5 separate regions of the Mus musculus genome follow, and regions 1, 2, 3 and 5 are each linked to region 4. A link is a contact called in public targeted proximity ligation data. All regions are on one chromosome and are shown on one strand. The core of a region is the stretch at or near the end of the contact, and the rest is flanking DNA. Distances in the headings are between cores, read along the strand shown. Region 1 holds the start of Cd248 (CD248 antigen, endosialin). Region 2 holds the start of Banf1 (BAF nuclear assembly factor 1). Region 3 holds the start of Tcirg1 (T cell, immune regulator 1, ATPase, H+ transporting, lysosomal V0 protein A3). Region 4 holds the start of 2010003K11Rik (RIKEN cDNA 2010003K11 gene). Region 5 holds the start of Chka (choline kinase alpha).

What was found.
Region 1: a targeted proximity ligation map of the 230-238 cell line shows a contact between it and region 4, with 2.9 times the contacts expected there. A contact is called at or near these places in 3 of 39 promoter capture datasets (cranial neural crest, pre-B cells and stem cell-derived epiblast-like cells), 4 of 130 datasets of targeted methods (the 230-238 cell line, craniofacial prominence, embryonic stem cells and 1 more) and 1 of 9 other capture datasets (liver).
Region 2: a targeted proximity ligation map of pancreatic cancer cells shows a contact between it and region 4. A contact is called at or near these places in 2 of 130 datasets of targeted methods (bone marrow-derived macrophages and pancreatic cancer cells).
Region 3: a contact with region 4 is called in a targeted proximity ligation map of pancreatic cancer cells. A contact is called at or near these places in 1 of 484 Hi-C or Micro-C datasets (CD4 T cells) and 2 of 130 datasets of targeted methods (memory CD8 T cells and pancreatic cancer cells).
Region 5: a targeted proximity ligation map of pancreatic cancer cells shows a contact between it and region 4. A contact is called at or near these places in 1 of 39 promoter capture datasets (pre-B cells) and 1 of 130 datasets of targeted methods (pancreatic cancer cells).

What each region holds. Positions count from the first base shown.
Region 1 is chr19:5,066,704-5,069,403 of GRCm38.p6, reverse strand. Cd248 (CD248 antigen, endosialin) reads right to left here and starts at 1,326. Exons shown (of 1, transcript NM_054042.2): 1 at 1-1,326. The coding sequence starts at 1,278.
Region 2 is chr19:5,365,551-5,368,250 of GRCm38.p6, reverse strand. It overlaps Banf1 (BAF nuclear assembly factor 1), which reads left to right and starts at 1,375. Exons shown (of 3, transcript NM_011793.3): 1 at 1,375-1,683; 2 at 2,295-2,433. The coding sequence starts at 2,311. Eif1ad (eukaryotic translation initiation factor 1A domain containing) reads right to left here and starts at 1,438. Exons shown (of 6, transcript NM_027236.2): 1 at 1,041-1,438; 2 at 1-193. The coding sequence starts at 61.
Region 3 is chr19:3,905,870-3,908,569 of GRCm38.p6, reverse strand. Tcirg1 (T cell, immune regulator 1, ATPase, H+ transporting, lysosomal V0 protein A3) reads left to right here and starts at 1,437. Exons shown (of 20, transcript NM_001136091.2): 1 at 1,437-1,551.
Region 4 is chr19:4,497,275-4,499,974 of GRCm38.p6, reverse strand. It overlaps 2010003K11Rik (RIKEN cDNA 2010003K11 gene), which reads left to right and starts at 1,392. Exons shown (of 2, transcript NM_027237.2): 1 at 1,392-1,731; 2 at 2,361-2,700. The coding sequence starts at 1,456. The coding sequence ends at 2,459.
Region 5 is chr19:3,850,339-3,853,038 of GRCm38.p6, reverse strand. It overlaps Chka (choline kinase alpha), which reads right to left and starts at 1,266. Exons shown (of 12, transcript NM_001271496.1): 1 at 626-1,266. The coding sequence starts at 963. Gm51271 (predicted gene, 51271) reads left to right here and starts at 2,223; the gene lies at 2,223-2,272.

The sequences.
Region 1 (2,700 bases), core at 77-2,576, 570 kb before region 4:
CTCCAGGTGCAATCTCTGAGGCTCTCCATCCTGTGGGAAGTTGGGCCTATAGGGCAGGCCAAAGTCAGGTGGATGTGTAGGTGCCAGCCATAGGATCCCCTGTTCCTCTGTCCAGGTGCCATCAAAGTCCTCCCAGGGCTCCTCTTCATCCTCCCCTTCTTCTCCATCATCCAGCAACTCATCTCTGAGATCCTGGGAAGCCTGGGCACCCATGGCTCCTGCAGGGCTACAGCTGATACCATCTGCCTCAAGCTCGTGACCCTCGCTGCAGTAACACTCAAAGCCACCAACATAGTTGACACACATCTGCTGGCACACACCAGCAATCTGGCACTCATCCGTGTCCACGCAGCGGTGTGGATCATCCTCAGCTGGCCGGAAGCCAAGGCGACAGTGGCAGCTATAGCCTTGTGGCCCTCCAGGTTCACACTGCTGCTCACAGGGGGCCTGGGCACAGGGGTCTTCACAACTGTGCCCATCTGCTGCTAGACGGAAGCCTTCACTGCAGCGGCAGGACACAGCACCGTCCACCTCTTCCACACACTCATGTTCGCAACCCCCATTGTCAGGACCACAGCCAGTCCCTGGGCACAGCGGGCCAGTCTGGGACCAGCCCACGCCACCTGAAGGCTGTTTCACGCACAGCAGAGAAGCTCCCCTGCCAGCTTGGCACTGCACAGCTGCCACGGAGCCAAAGGGCAGCCATTCGAACTCGCTGGAAACCAGGTTGAAGGGTGTGGTGTAGACAGCGGGACCGGCCTGACCCACCTCAAGCGGCAAGGCAGGGCAGGCACCCTCAAAACCAAACTGGCAGAGGTAGCCATCGACAGCCAGTGTGCACGAGCCTTCGAGCCAGCGATGCTCTCCGCTGGCCTCAAGGGCTGCACAGCGCTGGGCTGGGCAGGGTCCTTCCGTAGCCGGCTGGGCCCAGTTGGTGAAGGCGGTGTCCTGGTCTCCCGTGGTCCATATGAAGCCCCGCAGTGGGCGCTGCGGCTGGCATTGCCTAGCCTGCCGCTGCAACCCAATCCATAGCAGCCCGTTGGCCGGCCCGACCCCCACCAGGCTGTCCACACGCTGGGCCTCCTCTGGGGTCCGCGGTGTGGCCAGGTTGCCCCCCAATTCGCGGCACGCCCGCCAAGCTTCCAGGAATGTGCGGCGCCGGGGAAAGAGCGCGTAGCAGCTGCTGGGGCCGCACGCGGCTCGAGGCTCCGGCGTCCAGGGGACCTGGCCCAGTGCGGGCACCGCGGCCACCCAGGCCAGCAGCAGGCGCAGCAGCATCGCGACGCCCCCCGACTGGCCCGGCTCGGGCCTGCCGCTGCTCTTGACAGGGGGAGGGATCAAGGCCTCTGGCGGGAGGGCCGGGGGCGGGCCCGGCGGACTCACGCCTTGTAAGGAGTGGGCTGGGGCCGCTGCCAGCTCCCCTGCTAGCTCCCCGGGGGCTGCTGGAGCAGGAAGCAGTGGGGTGGGGGGGGTTCTGGGGTGAGAGGCGAAGGGCAGAGGAGGGGGGAGGTACAACTAACGGGCTACCTCAGGCGTTACAGAGCTGAGAGTCAGGGAAAAGGGAACCTGTCTGTCTGAGAAGCATCCCCAGTCAACCCTCTGAAACTTCAGCGTTGTTTGCAGCTAAGGCAGCTGGGGTGAAGCTGTCTTCCAGAGAGACTCCCGAAAGCCGGGATCTGGATTCACCAGTATCAGTATACTGGCTGCATTCTGAGCTCAACGACTTGATCGGGCCAGCCCTTTCTCATCACACATATGTGAACGACTCCTTCCAAGCCTGGCAAGAGCATCTTCTCTGACACCCTATCTAAGGCCGCCAAACCCCAGCCTCACACACGCAGCTCTCCTGACATGCTGTGTATGCCCTTAGGTGGATAAGCTAGGATGATGTGGCCTGCTAAACGGTCTCAACGATGAGGCCCCACCCATTCCTGCCTGGGCCCTGCGTGAGAATCAACTTGATAACCTCCTTGAGAACCACCTCAACCAGACACGTATTTGATGAGCCCTTCGCTCAGCCTACCTCACTCCCAAGTTTTTTTGGCTCCAGCAGGACCAGCATTAGGGGTTAGGGAGGGGGGAGGAGGCCAAGGCCTGCTCTCTCCTTACCCTGGCTCAGTCAGGGGCCCTGGGAACCTGGGCTTAGAGCGGGAGGAGGCTGCCCCCTAACAGGAAATGCCTCTCCAGGCTTCTGCTGCAGGAAGGCAGGGTGCATGACTCTGGGCTCTGTGGAGACTGAGCTCTGCTCAGGGTGAGCACGGCTGCTATGAGGGGACCTGTGCAAGACCATGTATGGGCATGGGGACACAACAGGATAGTAAGTGTGACACAGGCATCACATTGTCCTCCTTACTCCCAGGGTCCTCTTCCAGCCCTTCCTGGAGGCCTCTGGAGGTTTGCACACTGGGCCAGGCACCCAGGGTGGCCCTGGGATTCTGTGTGAAGGATTAACCCCTGCATTCTCTTTTTACCTTTATTTATTTATTTATTTATTTTTAAGAGATGGAGTTTGCTCTGTTGCCAAGGCTATTCCAAACTCCTGGATTCTAAGTAGCAGGTACTACAGTCACCCAACACCAGGTAATCCTTTTATACCCTTGGGGTTTTTTGTTTGTTTGTTTGTTTGTTTTGGTTTTCTGAGACAGGGTTTCTCTGTGTAGCCCTGGCTGTCCTGGAACTCACTCTGTAGACCAGGCTGGC
Region 2 (2,700 bases), core at 126-2,625, 870 kb before region 4:
GCACCATGTGCTCCCCCAGCACCTCCTGCACCACATGCTTCCTCTTGCTGGCCTGAGACATGCTGGTTTCTGTCCAGGGTTGTTAGGGTGCACAGACTGTCAGTTCTTCTTCCAGAATTATTTGGATGCCAGCCTTAGAAGCCAGGACTGCTTTCAAGAGAAGCAGCCTTATACGAAAAAGTGCCACCTCGCCCTGTTAAAAACATGCACTTTAGGGGACAGCAGGACTTGCTGCTCTGGCAGAGAACCAGGTATGGTTTCCAGCCACAGGGGATTCAACGCCCTCTTTTGAGACACACATGCAGGTAAAAACACTAATACACATAAAACATGAATGAAATCATTGAAAGACAAATCACAGACTTAGCCAGGTGCTGGTGTATATCTTTATTCTTAGCACTTGGGAGGGAGAGGTAGGCAGAAATTTGTTGAGTCCTGGGCCAACCTAGTCTACATAGGGAGACCGTAAACCAAAAACAAACAAGCAGGACCTTCAAGGGCCAGGGAGATGTCCTATGAGCCAGCACCCACATCAGATGGTTCACAACCACCTTTAACTCCAATTCAAGGGCATCCACCGCCCTCTTCTGGCTTCCGAGGGCACTCACAACACCACCCATGGGGGACATCTTTAAAAAAAAAACAAACCAAACCAGGAAACACAGGTTTTATAGTGTCAGCTGAGACGTCAGGGTGGCTCAAGCCTTCGATCTCAACACTAATCCCAACCCACGGAGCACGGGGCCGGCCCTCTCAATAACAAAGAAAAACTAAGTAAATCGGCGAGATCACGGAAACTACCCAGCACAGGGCAAGCCCTGAGTCCTACGTCTCAGTCCTGTTAGGACGGCGACGCCTCCCCCTCCCAGGCCGATCGGTCATCCCGCCAAGCTCTCTGAGCGAAATCTAAGGTGAGCTGCGTTCCGCCACAGGCTTCAACACCCAAGGCAGGAGAGCCACACAACGACGGCCTCCCGACACATCCCAGGCACGGAGCGACCGACGCGGCGCCCAGCACGAGAGCTGCCCACGGAACTCACCCGCTCGGCGCCACACCAGCACGCTCCGCTTTCCAGGTTGACGGCGACAGTAGCTCGTCCACGACGCGCCTCGACAGCGAGGGACCAAAGAGCAAACAACTGTGACCTGCAGGTGGCCCCGACGGTAACGCCGGTCTGGACGCTCGGCCCCAATCCTCCGTTGTTCCTCCCTCCCGTCTGCCGGTCTGAGGTGACAGACCTGAGGAAACCGCGCCGGGAATTGCGATTCCGGGGCGCTCAGAGGTCCTCCGGATTTCCCGCCCCCTCTTCGTCCGTCCCTTTAACTCTTCCCTCCATCAAGTGAGGCAAGCCTAAGTTCCGAGTGCGGGGCAGGAAAACGCATTCTCCTCGGAGGTCTCGATCCCACAGACCGGAAGGGCCGCTGGAGAAACAAAAGCCATCGAAAGCCGGATGGCTTCTTGAGAGGAACCGGAAAACAGCGACCCCCGTGGGCGCCGCGGCTGGCGATTGCGCGTCAACTCTATGGCTCCGGGTAGCTAGACCTGCCCAGTTTGGGGATTAGTTTTGAAGGTCGCGCATAAAACGACCCGGAAGCGGAAGTCGAGGAACCGTCTCGTAGCTTGAGGTCTGGGCGGGAGCGGCCGAGTGGCGCGAGGAGCCGTTACCAGAGCCGGAGCCTCCGGTGAGCGTGAGAAGCGGAGTGGTGCTCCGGCTGGCGTGCGGTGGCGGCGCGCAGAGGCGGGAGGGAGGGGAATCCATCGCGGAGGCGCGCCTTTGCAGCGGGGCAGCCCGAGTCTGCGGGAGGGGCGATGCGCGGTGTGTCCGGGTGGCGGCGCGTGGAGGGGGCGGGGCGCTCGGAGCGGGGCGGGGCCTCAGGGCGGGGCCTGCGGGACCTGAGAGGCGTGGAAGAGGCCGGCAGCCCGAGTGAGGGCGGCGAGGCTGGCGAGAGCCGCGTGCTGTTCCTACCACGTGTTAGTTCCCAACGGGGTCAGTGTCTGTGTAGCCAGGGTCGCGGGCTGTGAGGGCTTCAGGGCGGACCTTGACTACTGAGTCTGGGAGTCGCTCTGTTGCCTTAGGTGCGCCACCAGCTAGTGCAAGCTGATATATCCAATATACCCAAAACCAGGACCCACGGAAAGTGGAAATTTCCGAATAGCCGGGGATGGGTTGGGGGGACTCAAGGGAGCAGCCACAGTAGCTGTGGTAGGATATTGCCCTTGGGACTTGTGGTCTTCAGCCCTAACCTACTTTTCTTTTTTTTTTTTTTTTTTTTTTGGCGGGGGGGATTCCCAGGTTAAGCCTGATCACGATGACAACCTCCCAAAAGCACCGAGACTTCGTGGCAGAGCCCATGGGGGAAAAGCCAGTGGGGAGCCTGGCCGGGATTGGTGACGTCCTGAGCAAGAGGCTGGAGGAAAGGGGCTTTGACAAGGTGTGGGGGGGCTGCAAATGCCAGGGAGGGGTAGGAGCGAAGGTTGGCAACAGGTGGTACCACGCAGATTGGGAGTGAGGCCCACACATGTTTGGGGGGTACCTGGGGAGGCATGGTGCCTCCTTCATTTTTGTGTTTTGTTGAGACAGGGCTTCTCAGTGCTAGGATTAAAGGTGTGGCTCACTGTCCCCTGCCCTTTTGTGTGTTTTAAATATCACGAAAATGAAACTAGGCATAGTGGATTGTGCTTATGACCCTAACACTTGG
Region 3 (2,700 bases), core at 188-2,687, 590 kb after region 4:
TTGGGTGTCTGAGAGGTGAGGTCCAGGTCTTCTGTTTTCTTGGCTGTCCATCGCTACAGTTTGGACTTGGATCCTTTCCAGGCTCTGCTTGAGTCCATCAAGAGCCTCAGGAGGAGGCTGAGTAGGAAGGAGGCTGAGTAAATGAGTTATTCTTATCCTGAGATTGCACAGAAAAGCTTAGTGTGGCCACATGTCTGTGACCCTCTGCTGGAGGATGGAGTCAAGTGGATCCCAGAGTCCCTGGCTAGCCAAACTTAATCAAAATGGCAAGTTTCAGGTTCAGTGAGAGAGACTGGCTCAAAAACTGAGTGCAACAGGTGGCCAACTGAGGAAAATTCCTGCTGCTCACCTCAGGCCTCCATGGGTGCCTGCACGGGGAGTGTAGCCGCACACTTGCACCCAACATCCCTAAGGTCAGGGTGTCCTTTGGGGAACAGGAAGCTTGCTAGGGGGTGACAGTCACAAGGGAATGACATAGGTCCTGCTGCCTCTGAGCTGGCCTTGCCTCTGGCTACTACATCCCCTTTGCCCACTAAGTTCTCTGACTCCTCCCAAGTGTGGGTGTTATACTTGTTACCGTTTCAGACACCGCCCTCACCTCTACCCCGACCCTGTGTGGGCACACACACATTGTGTGTGTGGGGGGGGGGACGGGACTGCTGCTAGCTTGGTTCTCCTATTCTTATGTACACTTCTACTGTATTCACAACTACAGCTTTATGGCCCGTCTGTTGTCTGTTCCCCCACAGTGAAGAGCACTGGCTTGTGCCCCCTGGTACACTTGTGTGAGGGTCCTCACCAAGTCACCTCAGACCCATGTCATACCTGTTTTCTGGGGATACCTACCCACTTCGACTCAGTTTTCAGGTTGCCTTAGGCTTCCATTCTATACTCCCCCCACACATTAGAGCCCTTGTTTATTGAATGGGGCTCAAGGGTCAGCACAGCTGAGGGGCCCCTTGTCCCTCTGGTCCCCATTGGGTACAGTCCAGCCTGTCCAAAGTACAGGCAGCTGAATGGTCCTGAATCCCAGTTTCCATACCTCAAGGGCTAGGAAGGAGGTTGAGGCACTTCTGGAGTCTCCAGGCTCCTGGGTCAAGTTCCTCCGCAGAGACTGGCCCAACCAACACCCTGCTGCCAGTGGAGAGGGGCCCATAGCGTGGGCCCACCCTTACCCAGCATAGTCTGAGCTGGGTGAGGTTGGGTAGCAGCCGATCTTGCACAATAGCGAAGTAGCTTGAAGCAGATTGTACGTACTAGGAAGGTGAAGGTGGCCTATCCTTAAGGTCCTACCTGTCATCTCCCGATTATCGGGATTTTTTTGTCGGTTATCTCCCGATTCCCGGGATTAAACGATTCCGGGGCGTCCAGACACCGCCCTCACCCCCACCCCCACCCCGCGCCCGAACTCAGTGGGGGGCGGGACAGGGCGGGCAGTGGGCAGGCCGTCACAGGCCACACCCACTCCGGTATTTCGAAGCTGGAGTGAGCTGCACTGGCCGGAGGGCGGGCTCAGATCCTAAGCCGAAGTTGAGCGAAGAGTCCACCTGGGTGAGTGTCCTGCTAAACTGAGGAACCCCAGCCCTGCCTACCAACTGCTTCTTCCTCCGCCTGGACAAGGGTCCAGGCGCCCTGCCCGACTCCGGGTGGAGGCAACTCAGAGGCCACGCGACCGTGTCAGGCAGTCTGGGATGCAGGCAGGCCGCAAGGAGAAGCAGAGGATAGGTTGCTAGCTCCGGGAAACTTCAGAGCCTGAGCTCATGGAGGCCCCTGCTGCGTCTGGCTCTGAACGAGGGACCCATTCTACAGATGAGGAAACGGAAGCCATCCTACTAGGAAGTGGCCGGGCTCAAGGCAGACTCCAGCCCCTCTCCTCATCCTCCGAAGAGCAGGGTCTGGGAGAAAAGGCAGGGGTTGAAGGAAGACTAGGAAAGGGGGTGCAGGAGTAAGGCAGAACACCGGGGCCTCAGGGGAAGGCCAGATCGCGAGTGGTGTGTGTGGGTCTAGCTCGCAGATTACAGGACAGGACCTAGTAACAAAATCAAGGTATGTAATGTGGACTGTCTGCAGGGAGCATGGGGGAACTTCCGTTTGTCTTGCATGTACATGTCTAGCATCCCTTGGCTGGAGCACCCGAGTGCTGGTGGTTATGGCGCTGGGACTAGGCAGGATGTGCCAAGTCAGAGCAGCGTCCCTCTGTCTGGGACAGACCCCTCTGTGGTGTGGTTCTAGTTGGCCATGTGACCTTAGACTTCACCTTACTCCACCTGGGTTGGCCCATTTATAAATTAAGGCCAGGATAGGAGGAGTGGTGGTAGCACAAGCCTTTAATCCCAGCACTCAGGAGGCAGAGGTGGGCTGATCTCTGAGTTCAAGGCCAGTCTGATCCCCAGAGCCAGTTCCAGGACAGTCAAGGCTACACAGAGAAATCCTTTCTTGAAAAACGGACAAACAAAAAAATCGTAAGGCTGGGTTGTCCACTAGGAATTGGGGGGAAGGGGTGTTTATAGAAAGAAGTAAGATGTGGGGAGTCTGATTTTTCGTTTATCTCCTCACTCACATCTTTCCTGCCAGGGGTGGCCAATTCAATCAAAGAGGAAACAGGCCCAGAGAGGGCAAGTGACTTACCCAGTGTCACATAGCTGCTTACAATTTGGGGAGGACCCTAGAGACTTAGTCCCTGGCTCTGTGCACCCAGCC
Region 4 (2,700 bases), core at 143-2,642:
AGAGTTGGCACAGTGCTTGCCTAGCGTGCACAAGCATCAGTGTTCCATCCCCAGCACTGTCTACACAAGGCATGGTGACCCATACTTGTAATCCAAGAATTCAGGAGGTGGAGGAGGGCAGAGATCAGGAATTCGAGATCATCCTCTGCCACATAGCGAGGCCCATCTGGGCAACATAAGACCCTGTCTAAGACAAAAGTCTGGCACTGAGATAATATTTACTATAGGTCATTTTTTTCTTTGTGTCTCTGTATGGTGTGTGAAGGGATTATGTGTGTGTGTGTACACTCGCACACATGTGTGTAATCTAGAAGTTGACACTAAGTGTCTTCCTCTGTCATTCTCTACCTTTAATTTTTTTCCTCTTAGTTTTTGAGAGAGGAACTAGCTGTGTAGACCAGGCTGGCCGAAACTCACAGAAATTCCCCTGGCATGAGCACTGAATGAGCCACCTTGCCTGGCCTCACCTTTTTACATTTTCAAATTACATTTATTTGTGTGTGTGTGTGTGTGTGTGTGTGTGTGTGTGTGTGTGTATTGTGTGTTCTTGAGAGCCACAGCGCATGTGTGGTGGAGAGAGGAAAGCCTGTGGCAGCCAGTTCTCTCCACCAGGTGAATCCCAAGGATCAAACTCAGGTTGTCAGGCTTGTCAGCAAGTGCCTGTACCCACTCGACCACTCCTTCCCCTTAGTTTTTGAGACAGTGTGTCCCACTGGGTCAGGAGTTCACCAATGCAGCTCAGACAGGGACTGCAAGTCCCAGAGAGTTTCCTGTCTCTCCCAGGTCTGGGATGACAGATGCATATCCACCTTTCCACAGGGGTACCAGGGAACCCAACCCAGATCCTGTGCAGCAAGCACTTTATGAGTGAGCCGTCCCCCCAGCCCCTGCAGGTCACGATTTTGGATGTGTGCCGCTGACCTCCAGAGCACTTTTCACCTTGTAAAACTGAAGGTCTGGAGCCATGAAAACAAGTACCGTCCACTGTCCAGCCCCTGCCTTACCCGATTTCACCCTGGTAGTTACGGTTTTGACTGTTGTAGAATGAAGCTATTCTGTTCTCTGTCCTGTTGTAGAAGTAATCTTTGCTTAATGTCAATGAGATGAGTGGTACGGCCAGCCAAGGCCAAGGCCAGAGGAGGCCGGCAAGGTCTCCAGGGTGGTGTGGTCAGAGAAGGCTGTCTGGAGGGAGGAGGGAAGACAATAGGAACCAGCCTAGCATTCAGAAGGATCCCGAGCTGGAAGCCAGCCTGCGCTGTATAGTCCCACAGGGTGAGAAGTCAATGGAGAGAATGACTCAGAGATATTTGGCCTCTGTGGCCTGCCCTTTGGTTTATGACAGCCACCTCAGCAGCACTGACCTTTGTCTACAGGTGATCTCCCATCATATGAGTGAAGGCACCAGGCCATCTCACAAAGCTAGTGGCTTACCGACCAGTGCTAGCTTCTAGGATCATGGGGACCAGCCTGCGTAGCCAGTCCTTTAGAGAACCCCGGCCCTCCTATGGGAGGCTCCATGAGTCCCAGGGGAGGTCTCTGGATGGCCGACTCCACAGAGCACTGAGCCTCAGACTGGGCCGTGAGAAGTCCAGGTCGCAGGTCCCCGATGGCACGGAAGGGCTGGAGGTCTCTGTCCAGGAGCGGCTGCCAGGGACCCTGGGAGACAAAGAACAGCTGATCCAAGGCCAGAGAGGAGGAGGCAGCCGGCGGTGGCTGAGACAGTACCAGCAGGTGTGGCTTCAAACTGAATTATCACTTTCATGGGGAAGGGTGGGGACTCCGGGCAGCAAAGGGTTAAGAGCACAGCTGACCTGAGGAAAGCCAAGCAAAATACCCAGGAATTGAATGCATTTGACTAAAAGCAGTTGTGATTCCCCTCACCCCTGTGGGCACTGGGGATTCACTGAAGGTTGGAGGAGGGTGGGCAAATGGGGTCTGGGTGGAATATGGTCAGAGCTGTTTCTGTTTTGAGATGGGGTCTCGATAAGTAGCCCAGAGTGGCCTGGAACTCTTGATCCTACTCAGTGTTCTGAGTGCTGGGAGTGCAGGCATATATTACCACACAAGGCTCTGAGAGCTGTATTAAGATGATTAATGTAATACTATGTTGCAAGGGTGACTAGAGCAGGAGGCAGGCAGATTGGCCAATGCAACTTCTGGCAAATTACCGTCTGTACCTCTCACACAGGATGAAGAGTAGATTTGCCCCACCCCTCCTGGCCCTTCGTCCCAGGGGGAAGGGTCTCCCCTCCCCCCAGGAGTTTAGCTTCTCTTTCATGGCTCTACCCCCACCTGGTGGCTGTGAGTGGAACACCACTTGAAGCCACTGCTATGATGTTTCTCCTACTTTGGTCTTCCAGCATGTGAAAAGAAGGTGGAGGAGTTTTGTCGCCAGCTTCCCCAGTGTGACCCTGAGTCAACCAGCCTCCCCAGAGACCTTGTTGGACACCAACAACTAAAGCTGCTGTGACTGTCCCTCACTCCACCGGCTCTGCTCCTGTGTCTTTTCATCTGCCCCTGCATGGCTTTTCTGGACTCTGAACTGCTCCAGCTTTTGAACTTTGTCTTGTGACCCAAGGAGGCCTCTGCCACCAGATCATTCAAAGCCCCCATGTGGCTGCTCTTCTTGGTTCTGGCACCTATCTCTTAGCAAAGATCTCCATAGGCCTGAAGAGGAAATACCTGGCTCTCTACCTTTTG
Region 5 (2,700 bases), core at 17-2,516, 650 kb after region 4:
TTTCTCTGTGTAGCCCTGGCTGTCCTGGAACTCACTCTGTAGACCAGGCTGGCCTTGAACTCAGAAATCCGCCTGCCTCTGCCTGCGGAGTGCTGGGATTAAAGGCTTGCGCCACCACGCCCGGCTCCTCCCTCTTTTTCTAAAGCCCAGCCACAACATCCCTTTTTCTTTTCTTTCTTTTCTTTTCTTTCCTTTTTTTTTTTTTTTTTTTTTCGTTTTTCGAGACAGGGTTTCTCTCTGTAGAGCTGGCTGTTTTGGAACTCACTTTGTAGACCAGGCTGGCCTCGAACTCAGAAATCCGCCTGCTTCTGCTTCCCGAGTGCTGGGAACAACATCCCTTTTTTCATTCAAGGCCCTCGCAGAGAAACGGCTTCCTAGACACATCTATTTTGAGCTTTGGTACAGAATGTGCTTGTATAACTACATAGTATTGTTCTTCCGCAAGGGACGGCAACCCAGCACACATTTTCTCAAAGCTCGCCCGCAGGCGGCCTTCCGCGCTGCGGGGTTTGTGCTCCGGACACCGGCGCGGCGATCACCTCTACCCAAGCCGCCGCCCCGCCCCGCCCTCCAGCCTCACCCCCCACCGCCCCCACCACCACCGCGCGGTGCCGCAGCCACTGACCTGATGACACTGATGTGGAACTGGTCCTCGCGAAGGCCTCGCCAGGCTCCGGGCAGGAATTCCTTACACCACAGGTAGGCCCTGCGCCTGGTCCGGGGCTCGGGTTGTTCGTCCGCTAGCGGCGGTGATGGCGGCGGGGGCAGCGGCAGGGGCGGCGGCGGCGGCGGCGGCAGCGCGAGAGGTTGGGTTCGGCCACCAAGCTGCTTGGACTCCAGCTCGCCTGCGGCGTCCCGCTGCTGCCCTACGCCGGGCGTCGGGGCAGCGTTGCCACCGCAGCTCAGCAGCAGCCCGAGAGGCGACGGCTCGGCCTCGCCCCCGGTGCAGAACTTGGTTTTCATGCTGGACAAGCGGCCGAGAAGGCGCGGGCGGCCACAGCACGAGAGGGCCACACTCAGGGTCCGGCTGGATGCCCGCCTCTGGGGGCCGGCGCGGGGAATGGCTCGCCGGCTTCACTGACCGGCCGGGCGGCGGTTGTGGGAGCGCGCGGGGAGGCGACGTCGGCGACGGCGGGGAGAGGCAGCAATGGACGTCAGGCAGCAGTAACGAGAGACGAGCGCGGGAGGCTGACGGCAGGCGACTGCTATAGGGGGCCGCGGCGCTCGCTCCTTTACAGCGCTGCACGCGGAGAGCCCAGCGTCACCGCCCGCCCCCGCGCTCGCCGCTGATTGGACGCTTTGGCGCATCACAACCGCCGCCACCCTCGCCACGCCGCTTTCCCATTGGCTGCGGCACAGCCCCTCCTAGGCTCAGGCGGTGAGTCCACGATGAGGGAGGGGTCGGCGCACCGGGGGCGGGGCCTTGTCTAGGGGTCGCGAGGGTCCTGTAAAGGCTATCTCAATTGCCTGCACTCACAAGGTGGCGCCTTTGCGGACTCGAGCCTCTTAGGGCAGGAGAGGCGAGGCTTCTGCAGCTTTGGCAGACCCTAGAGTGGATGTTGAAAGGGAAACTTTCCTTAGACGCCCCCAGGTCTGAAAGTGATGATTTGAAAGGCCCCGGGGACTTTGCAGGAAAATGGTGTCTGGAGGCTGGCTGCTCTTTCCGCGTGACCTTAGGGCAAGGCAGCTCCCAAAGGAGCTCTGTGGGTGTGTTTTTACAACATTTCCGAGGCCCTGTTCGAGATGCTTCCATGCCCAATACAACTCCTGGCCGGAGGCGTTATCCATCTGCAGGTCTAATATCAAAAAGAGATTGGGTCAAGGCCACACACCCACTTGCCAGCTGGCTGCGCTCTCCGCTCAGAGAGAAGCCTCCCCCTCTACGTGCCTGCAGCCTCAGTTTCCCTGTCCGTGGTGCTGAGGATGTCAGCTAGATTCTCAGGACATCTTCCTAACAGACTGGCCTCAACGGCCTCCAGAATTGCCGGCCAAAGGTGCTTGGTTCGCGATTCCTGGCTTTGTGGATGCTGTCATCTGCCCCCCCCCTCTTCCGGGCTGTCCAGTCGCGTGACCATGACTAATGTACCTTTGCCCTAGGGCATGGAAGGGGGCCAAGGCCCCTATGCTGTATGCCCACACATTGCCTCATTCTTTGGTCTCATCATTCAGTCCTTCCAGGAAGTAATTGAGGCTACAAAGAATATAAAACTACAGGTCTGTGTTGTGGGGTATAGCTAGAAAGAGAGATTTCTTTCTAGCTATACCCCAGCATGCAGAAAATGGCTTCTTTGTGGGTTTTCACAGTCTGCTGGAAGCCAAAAACTCTTCAAAAAGAGTAGGTAGGTACTTATCTGGACTTACTCCCCCAAAAGTGATCTTACTGAACAAAAGAGTGCAAATAATCTGTGCATAATGGCACATGCTTTTAATCCCAGCACTTGAGAGGCACAGAGGCAGAGGCCAGATCTCTATGGGCTGAAGACCAGCCTAGTCTACACAGTAAGTTTCAGGACAGCCCAAGTTCCATAGTGAGACTGTCTGGGGAGTGGGGGGGGGGGGGCGGGGGAAGGAGTGCAAATGAAAAGAGACTTTGGACGATCCCGTGGAGCTAGGCCTGGAGTTGAACTCCAGACAAGTAGGGGAAAAAAAAAAAAAAAAAAAGAGGCCTGGCCTAGGAATACCACTGGTTGCTAGAACAGT